Regions from separate parts of the Mus musculus genome. Here regions 2 and 3 are each linked to region 1. A link is a contact called in public Hi-C and HiChIP or PLAC-seq data. All regions are on one chromosome and are shown on one strand. The core of a region is the stretch at or near the end of the contact, and the rest is flanking DNA. Distances in the headings are between cores, read along the strand shown. Region 1 overlaps Gm34322 (a long non-coding RNA gene). Region 2 overlaps Gm34974 (a long non-coding RNA gene). Region 3 overlaps Gm33699 (a long non-coding RNA gene).

Region 1 (2,700 bases), core at 12-2,511:
CATTATCCAGATCAGGCCGCGTCTGAGGAAGAATGGGCCAGTGGCTCTCACCTCAGCTGGTTCAATTGCTGCAAGACACTATCGGTGACCTTCAGTTGCTCTTCTCTGCCATCCTCAGGAGGCTGACTTTGGTCCTCAGCGAAGCAACCTTCACACTTGGAAGACGGCTGCTGTAGCTCCAGGCATCACACACACTCACTCAGTACTGCTGAGGGCCACAAGCAGGAGTCCCTTCTTGTTGAGACACATTTTCCCAGAAACTTCAGCAGGTTGTTTGTTTGATTCATCTTATTTTGTTACTTTGAAGGAGGAGTGTATCACATGACATGTCTGTTTCCATCTCTGCTGGTTTGGATGGAGCACCGGCCCCTGCCTGTGCTGAGTAGAGGCTCACACTGCCTTGTACCCCCCTCCTCTCCTCCTGAGGTCCTCTGGCACAAAAAAAAAAAAAAAAAAAAAAACCCAGAGAGGACAGGCCTGGGCATGCATGGATGAAAGCATAAGGCGCCTGCCCATAGCTTCCATGAGAAACAGGAAATATGCCATGGAGGTTAAAATCTGCTCCCAGGACACATGGCCACAGAGAGTAGGGTCAGCCTTTGAGCTGTCATTGAACATCCTGCTCTGTCTGCTGGTGATAGAGTGAGGCAGAGGCAGGAAGCCTGCCAACCAGTAGTAAGACTTCAGGGGACAGCAGAGAATGGTCACAGTCCTTGCAAACTCTACCGGGAGGTGGAGGCTTCATTCCCAAAGGAACGGTCGAGGTTACTGTACTAACACACTTCACCCTCGGGGGACTGCAGGAACCTCCTCAAGTGTGTGCTTTACCACCTTACATCTGTACTCCTCTGCCCTCCAGGAGTCTGCAAACAGGGCAGTTTATACTGTCCTCTGCTATATAAACACCTGACCCAGCAGTCATTAAGGGAGTCACAATCAATTTCCCCAGAATGTTTTCCATCGCCAGAGACCTTAACAGAATCACAGGGTCGTTTTTTCGTTCTGAAGGAAAGGGAGGAGGCATTGGGTAGGTATCAAAAGAGGGAAAGACTGGACTATTCTAGATCAGGGTCCGTGGAGAGGCTGCTCTCAGGGGTGGTCAAGAGTCTGCAGCGCCCCGACCATATGGTAGGTAATCAGCCAGAGAGAGAAGGTGGGGCTAATTAGGCAAATGGCCATGATGAATGCTGTATCCTAGTAATGCAACAGGGAGGGTGGGCGTTAGCCACTCACTGGATAAACGTGCTCTTGAGGATGAGTTCGGGGCTGGTGACGACAGGGGACATCAGGGAACAAAAGCAGGCTCAGGGAGCAGTGAGGTGCAGGAACCATAGGCTCAACTAATAACAGCACTGGCTCCCCTTTGCTGAACCAGAAACCTCTGAAATGTCACCTTGTTCCCACCGCCTCCATGTCCCCAGATGGTAGGCAGGCTGGGCATAGTACACACTTTCTGTGTCCCTAGGGGAGGCCCCCTCCTAGGGCTGCTTCCTCCATAGAAGAAAGGCCTGTCGTGCTAGGGTATCTTCTCTATGGAGGAGGGCAAATGAGTCAGCAATGAGCTGTGGATGGGTCTCAGGAGGGTGGGGGTGGGGGCATTCTCCCTGGAGCTGGGGCAGAGTGATGTGCTCTGGAGGCCAGCCCTGGAAATGACTTTTGAAGGTCTCTCCTGGGCACCCAGATGTCGTCATGAAATTGGAGGCAGGGGAGTCCATTTCCCCAGGGCCCTCTGGCAGAAGGGTTTCTTGGAATAGAAACAGGCAGTTTGGCTCTGATAGCCCCCAAATGCCCTGAGTCCCCATCAAGATGTGCATGGCCTCACAAAACTTGCTCCCAGCCCCAAGCAAGGGGCTGTGTAAGGTAGGTCCCTCATCAGACTAACCAGACTACTCAGGCCTTTGGTGCTGAACTCAAGCGGACAGAAACAGACCCGCAACAGCCAGATTGGGACTGGGGTACAGATGGTGGGATGGGAGGCTCATTGGGGTGGCACCCCTAGACTTCTTATTTCTTTGATTCTCTTTAGGTGGTTGCCTGGCAACTCAAGCAGAGATTGCCCCTTTCCCCTGCCTGTGCATGCTTTCATTCACTCACAATCTTAAACAGTCAAAGGCTTGGTCACAGATTTGGTGCTTGGTGTGGGGGACCAGACATGCTTTCTGGCCTCAGGGCTCTGACATCAAGGAAGGCTACAGTGGGAGCAGCATCTGATCTGGAGAGGCTGAGTGGGACTCTAACCTTACATTTCCCAGCTGTGGCACCCAGGGTGAGCCCTTTAGCCCCGAGTCTCTCTATCTGGACAATGAGGGCCATGTTTGTGTCAGCACTTGAAAAAGTACTTGATAGAAAGAGCTTTTAGGACCATAGCGCCTTAGCCAAATTCCTTGGACAGGAAGAGTTTGAGGTCTCAAATCTCTCAGGATTCCAGAAATGGAGAGAAGGAACTTGTTCTAGCACAGTGTCTTGTGATAAACTCATACATCTCTGCAGACGCAATCCACAGCGCAAAGACAGACCACAGCTGTTCGGCAGTTTTATCAGAGCCGTCTGTGCCTAGTGTTGGGGAATTTGGGACAGCAGATCAGGACTCTGGAGAATAGTAACCACAGCTGCAGAGTGCTGAAGTCTTGTGGATTCAAAAGTGTTTGCGAAAGTGGGGTCTGTGGTAATCGTTGCCTTGGGGAGAGGCTCGGAGACCAG
Region 2 (2,700 bases), core at 102-2,601, 400 kb before region 1:
ACTCATCTGGCCTGGACTGCCTGGGGGATTCCTGGAGAGCCACTGGTCTTCAGACCATATCAGAAGACCCAATAAGCTGGGTTCTGACATCAGCAATAGGTGGCTTCAGGGAGGATGTCGAGGTAGATGTGCTCATCAACAGGAAGCAAGGCAGGCAAATGAGCATCATTGCTCTCCCCTCAACATCAGCCTCATATCTGGGCGCCACCCACTCTAGGAGTGTCTTTTCTCTCCTCTGTCAATCCTTCTCAGAAATGCTCTCATAGACTTATCTGCTCAAAGACCTTAGTTGATTTCCTGATCCTACCAAGCTAGCTATTGCAGAGGGTGTAAGACCAGAAGTGACCACTAGAGGACACTGTGTCTAAGAGGTTTGCTGGGCGGTTCCCACCCAAAGTGGGCAGGAGCTGGAGTTAGAAACCAGGCTTGCTCAGGCATACAACATTTTTTTTTTATTTCAGTGAGTTTGAGCTGTTTGTGTGCTGCTATGTGCAACTTGAAGTGTCATAGTTGACATAAGAGCAAGTGTCCTTCATATTCCTGCTTGAAACTCAAGAGGGCTTGATCTGTGAAGGAGGTGGTAGCAATTTCAACCAGAGGGCTTTGTAGATCTGCTATTAGATGGCTGAATGCTGGTGGGTTTTCCTGGGGAGATGGTCTATTGCAGAAGATCTGGAGAGGAAAGGGATGGGTATCAGTCTGTGCCATACAGATCTGGATCTGGAGAGAGACAGAGACAGAGACAGACAGAGAGAGGGAGAACGAGAGAGAGACACAGGGAGAGAGGCACAGAGGCAGACAGAGACAGGAGAGACACAGAAACAAACAGAGAGACAGGAGACACACACACACACACACAGAACAAGAGAGAGAGAACGAGAGACAGACAGAGAGAGAGAGAGAGAGAGAGAGAGAGAGAGAGATCTGGATACAAAATAAAACCAAGCACCAGCCACCAGCACCTACAAACCAGTCACCTTGAAGGAAGCTTCCCTCAAAAGCTGTAGTGTGGTAGGTGGTATCACCCCAAGTGACCCAGGTGGAAGAGAGGGCTGCTTCCTGTCACTTCCGGTGTAGAGGGTTGAGTTAATTTCCTGCCCGAGGCTCCACTGCGGCTGGTTTCTACAAGTCCCTGTGTTTATTAATTCATTTACGCAGTTAACCCCCCCTCTTTCCATTCCCCCCTCACGTCTCCAGCAGCCATTCCAATAAGCTTTCTTACTAACCTGTTCACACACAAAATGATCCTACCTCGAGTCTTAAATGGCTTATCAATCACAGTCCTAGGTCTGAGTGTTTCCTTCCCCTGTGGCTTTAAGATCCATCAGGTCGCCGCGTGCACGTTTGACCCCTCCCTTCCCTTTGCCTAGCACACACACTTCAGATCGGGCGTCCCCTGCGTCCTCTTCTGTGCTCTGAGCCTCTGAGCTCTGCTGCCCAACTCCCTCTCGCAGGTCAGCTGGAGATTGGAAGCGTTCCTGTGGCTTCAGCTTGGAGGCATCACCAAGGTGGCCCACGGGTCGCCCCTGTGGAAGGGGCTGGCCTATGAGGACAGCAAGACAAGGCTGCCTGTCAGTTGATGACAACCCACAGAATTGGACCTTATGGGGCATGAATTTGAAGCTATAAATTCTGAGTGACTTTCTTAGGTGGCCATGGGTCACTACACAGTCCACAGAGAGGGGTTGTCAGGTTGTACAGTTCCTGTGTCATTGGTGTTTGGAGAATTAATCTGTGCTTGCACGTGTGCAAATACACACACACATGGATGTATGTGTTCATAGGAGAGCCTCAGTTGACATTAGGTGATGTTCACCTTTTTAAAAAAAATGTATTTATTTTTATTTTACCTTCATGAGTGTTTTGCGTGCATATATGTATGTATGCTGTGTGTGTGCCTGCCACCCATGGAGGACAGAAAGGGGTGCTGGATTCTTTGAAACTGGAGTTACAGATGGTTGTGAGTTGCCTGATTTGGGCACTGGGAACCAAACTCTTGTTTTCTGTATGAGCAACAGATGCTGTTAACCACTGAGCCACCTCACAAACCTTGCATGCCGTTTTTTGAGACAGAGTCTGTCACTGCATGCATGGCTCTGCCTGCAGTTGTCTCCCCTGCCCCTTCCGCAGATCTGGGCTTCTGAGGAAGCTCCTGTGCTGTGCAGGACAAGGTGGGTAGCTTCATAACCCACAATGATCCCTGTTTAGTGAGGGCTGCAAAACAGAGCTGAGCCTCCTCCCTGGCACCATTTCGCAGGGGCCTCCTGTTTCTCCGAGGCCCCACATTTCTAGATATTTTTGAACAGTACAAGATCCTGGTCCATGATGGTCCCAGAGCTTTAGCGGAGTGACAGCACTCTTAAACCCAGAAGATGCGTTAGTGGCCTAGCCTCCCCAGGCAGGGACATCCAAAGACTGGGGTGTGCTCAGTCTCGCTGGCTGCAGCTGCAGGCAGGAGTGTGTAAGGCCTGTGGTCAGACCTGAGTGGGGCTGAGAGGGGCCAGGCAGAGACCCCAGGGTTGCTCTTGGTCTGTACCTACCCCTTCCTCAGGCGTAGGAAGTGTGGCCAAGACCTCGTTCCAGAATGATCTGGGCAAATCAGCAGGGAAACCTGAGAGTTCAAGACCAGTTAGTTCAAGAGGGAAATAACCCACCAGCACTCATAAGTGGCTGCCGCTGACGTGAGGTCACTAAGTCATT
Region 3 (2,700 bases), core at 91-2,590, 400 kb after region 1:
TGGAATAGACAGGGGTTGATCTCTCTCTCTCTCTCTCTCTCTCTCTCTCTCTCTCTCTCTCCCCTTCCTCCCCCTCCCCTCCCTCCTCTCTCCCTCCTTCTTCTCTCCCTCCCCTTCCCCTCCCCCTTCCTCATCCCCCTCCCCACCCTTCTCTCTCACACACACTCTCAGGAACTATTATATCAACCACTCCTTTGGATCGTGTCTACATCATCTGTGGGACATGTGACACGATGGTGCACCCACATCTGCTCCTGGAAGGTCAGGTAAACTTGCTGGTTGAGTTCCCAGAACGGAACACATCCCTGCAGCCTGCCACTGGGTCTAGGTATGCCAGATGGACGGCTGGTGAGAGAAGTGAGCCTGTTGTATACAGCTTCTCTCTGTCTGAGGTCCTTGCTGGGAAACCAAAGGCTTGAAGCAAGGGCGCCAGGAGAAACCTGGAGAGGACTGGATAAGGAAAGAGAGGCTGCACAGAGGGGAAGCCCTGGAATTTGAATAGGAAACCACAGGCTCTGGTATTGCACGTTGACCTTGACCCTACGTGGTGTTGCTATTTAAGAGGCTAAGGAAACTATAGGGGTTAGAATCAGTAGGACATTCATCACTGAAGGTAGGACCTGGGGTATCTTGTCCAGGGCATTCTCTCTCTCTCTCTCTCTCTCTCTCTCTCTCTCTCTCTCTCTCTCTCTCTCTCTCTCTCTCCCCTCCCCCTTCCCATCATTAGATGAGCCTCCTCTGCCACACACTCCTGCCATAATGATGTTCAGCCTTACCATGGTCCAGAATTAATAGAGATAAGAACTGTGATCTGAAACCACCAAAACCAGGAGTCAAAATAAATCCTCCTTACGTCCTTCACGTTGGGTCTTTTGTCTCTAAAAAAAAAAAAATGTTGTATAACCAGAGAATTGGTGGCTGCACACACGGTGAACATACTACATGCCCCTGAGCTGTGTGCACTTTAAAATGGCTCATTAAGCAACACATGTTGTCACCACAGGCACAACAAAAAGGTCAGAAACAAAAAGTTAAAGGTTGGGTCGAAAGGAGATGCGCCTTCCACAGCTGTCAAAACCACGCACAGGTGCATGTAAGGAGCGCGCTCTTGAGGTCCTCCGGTCAGGCGACAAAGCCGCGATGAGCAGCATCAGAGGCTGTGACAGCTGTGACCCTTGGGGCCTCACTTGTGCATTCCTGTGGAAAAGCAAAGCTCAGACTTGAGGCCGGCACAGCATGGAAAGAGGGACTGACTCACGACCCCTGGTAGAGAACCCCCTTCCCCTACCCAGAGGCCCTCTGGAAGATTGCACTGGCCTCCCCATACCCTGGTAGGCCATTTTCAAATGCTGCCATGCTGGCTTAATTCCACTCCATAAACATAGGTGTCTGTGGTGCTGGGGAGTGACCCGACCCATGGCCTTCTTCACTCGAGACAATTCCTCTCACACTGCGCTACACCCCAGCAAACATCCACTTTTATGGAACCATCTAAAGACGACAGCTTTTGACCACACACCTCAGCATCTTCAGCCCTTCCCGATGCCTTCCTTAGAACAATGCTCTCCAGCTCACGCCTGACCACAGTACCCATGATTCCATTGGCTTCCGGTCTAGGCTCCTCCTATCCCCCCTCCCTCCGACTCTCGTTTTGTAGGTTTGGGTGGTTCGATGGTTTCTTGGTCGTTTACTTTGGATCCTCTAGTGTCCTTCATCGTTCGTAAATGTGCGGGTTCTCCCTGCAACTGCCCCGGCTGGGAGTTTGTTCTTCTGTCTGCATGGTGCACCTCCTAAGGCTGTGCCTTGTAGATCAGTCCAGACCTTGGGTTTGCTCGGCCATTTCATCTGTCACTCAGCTCCCACTCTGTCCTGATGAGTCACGTGACCCGAAAGGCCGCACTGACACATCATTACCGCAGGAGTCCGGGTCTTTTCCTTTGAATACAGAATTACTTATGTAAATGTGTTTGTTTTTAATTGGTTCATAATAATTATACAGATTTATAAGATCAGGAGTAATGTTTCAATATGTGCATATATTAGGGTGGTTTTTTAAAATTAATTCTTTTTTTTAAATGTTTTATTTGAATCTCATTTTAGAAAACTTTGACTCCAATTTTGGTCTAAATGTAAAATGACTCCTCTGCACAGGCCCACGTGTGTGAGCTTGTGCTCCCAGTTGGTAGCGCTATTTGGGGATGTCGGGTAGCTTTTAAGAGGTAGGACTTGGCATGGCTAGCTAGCCTGGGTCCCTTGGAGTGGGCTGGGTCCAGCCAGGGACTGGTTCCCATCTAGTTCTCTTTGCTTCCTGACCCAGCCACCATGCGAGCAGCCCTTTTATACATTCTTCCTCCTTCCTCTCTGCCTTCCACCGGAGGTGACTAGAACCCTCGGAATTGTGAACCAGCGATGATTTACAAGTCATTTAAAGTCATACTTCCTGTAAGTTGCCTAGACTTTGTGTCAGTATCGAAAGCTGTTCCCTACATATTTACCGCTGGTTAACCATCTTTAGAAACACGAGTAAAGCTGACATCTTCTTTGCCATTTTTAAAGTGTTTTATTTATGTGTGTGTGTGTGTGTGTGTGTGTGTGTGTGTGTATTCCACTTGTGTGAAGTGCCCATGGAGGCCAGAGGAGGGCGGAGTTGAGGCCAGAGGAAGCTCCCTAGAGTTGGAGCTTCAGGAAGTTGTGACCTAC

Evidence for each region. Hi-C and Micro-C count contacts between places; a contact is called where the count stands out from the background. HiChIP or PLAC-seq counts read pairs in DNA pulled down with a chosen protein or histone mark.
Region 2: a contact with region 1 is called in a Hi-C map of bone marrow-derived macrophages, with 20 read pairs. The contact joins two enhancer-like sites. A contact is called at or near these places in 1 of 15 datasets of contacts at CTCF or cohesin (large pre-B cells), 2 of 484 Hi-C or Micro-C datasets (bone marrow-derived macrophages and embryonic stem cells), 3 of 115 datasets of contacts at active chromatin or transcription factors (embryonic basal ganglia and embryonic stem cells) and 1 of 9 other capture datasets (embryonic stem cells).
Region 3: a contact with region 1 is called in an H3K27ac HiChIP or PLAC-seq map of large pre-B cells, with 2.2 times the contacts expected there. The contact joins two enhancer-like sites. A contact is called at or near these places in 1 of 15 datasets of contacts at CTCF or cohesin (large pre-B cells), 1 of 484 Hi-C or Micro-C datasets (colorectal tumor organoids) and 2 of 115 datasets of contacts at active chromatin or transcription factors (embryonic stem cells and large pre-B cells).

What each region holds. Positions count from the first base shown.
Region 1 is chr9:61,455,767-61,458,466 of GRCm38.p6, reverse strand. Gm34322 (a long non-coding RNA gene) reads right to left here. Exons shown (of 3, transcript XR_379516.1): 3 at 2,533-2,700. Among named protein-coding and RNA genes, the nearest start is that of Gm34322, 14 kb to the right of the region's middle. Within about 2 kb of position 1,261, at least 23 of the 459 cell types and tissues checked have an H3K27ac peak or open chromatin away from gene starts, as enhancers often do.
Region 2 is chr9:61,858,047-61,860,746 of GRCm38.p6, reverse strand. It overlaps Gm34974 (a long non-coding RNA gene), which reads left to right. Exons shown (of 6, transcript XR_001779199.2): 6 at 1-570. Among named protein-coding and RNA genes, the nearest start is that of Gm34828, 37 kb to the right of the region's middle. Within about 2 kb of position 1,351, at least 46 of the 459 cell types and tissues checked have an H3K27ac peak or open chromatin away from gene starts, as enhancers often do.
Region 3 is chr9:61,051,246-61,053,945 of GRCm38.p6, reverse strand. It overlaps Gm33699 (a long non-coding RNA gene), which reads right to left. Exons shown (of 6, transcript XR_003948174.1): 2 at 1,520-1,935; 3 at 777-1,197. Among named protein-coding and RNA genes, the nearest start is that of Gm46116, 4.3 kb to the left of the region's middle. Within about 2 kb of position 1,340, at least 10 of the 459 cell types and tissues checked have an H3K27ac peak or open chromatin away from gene starts, as enhancers often do.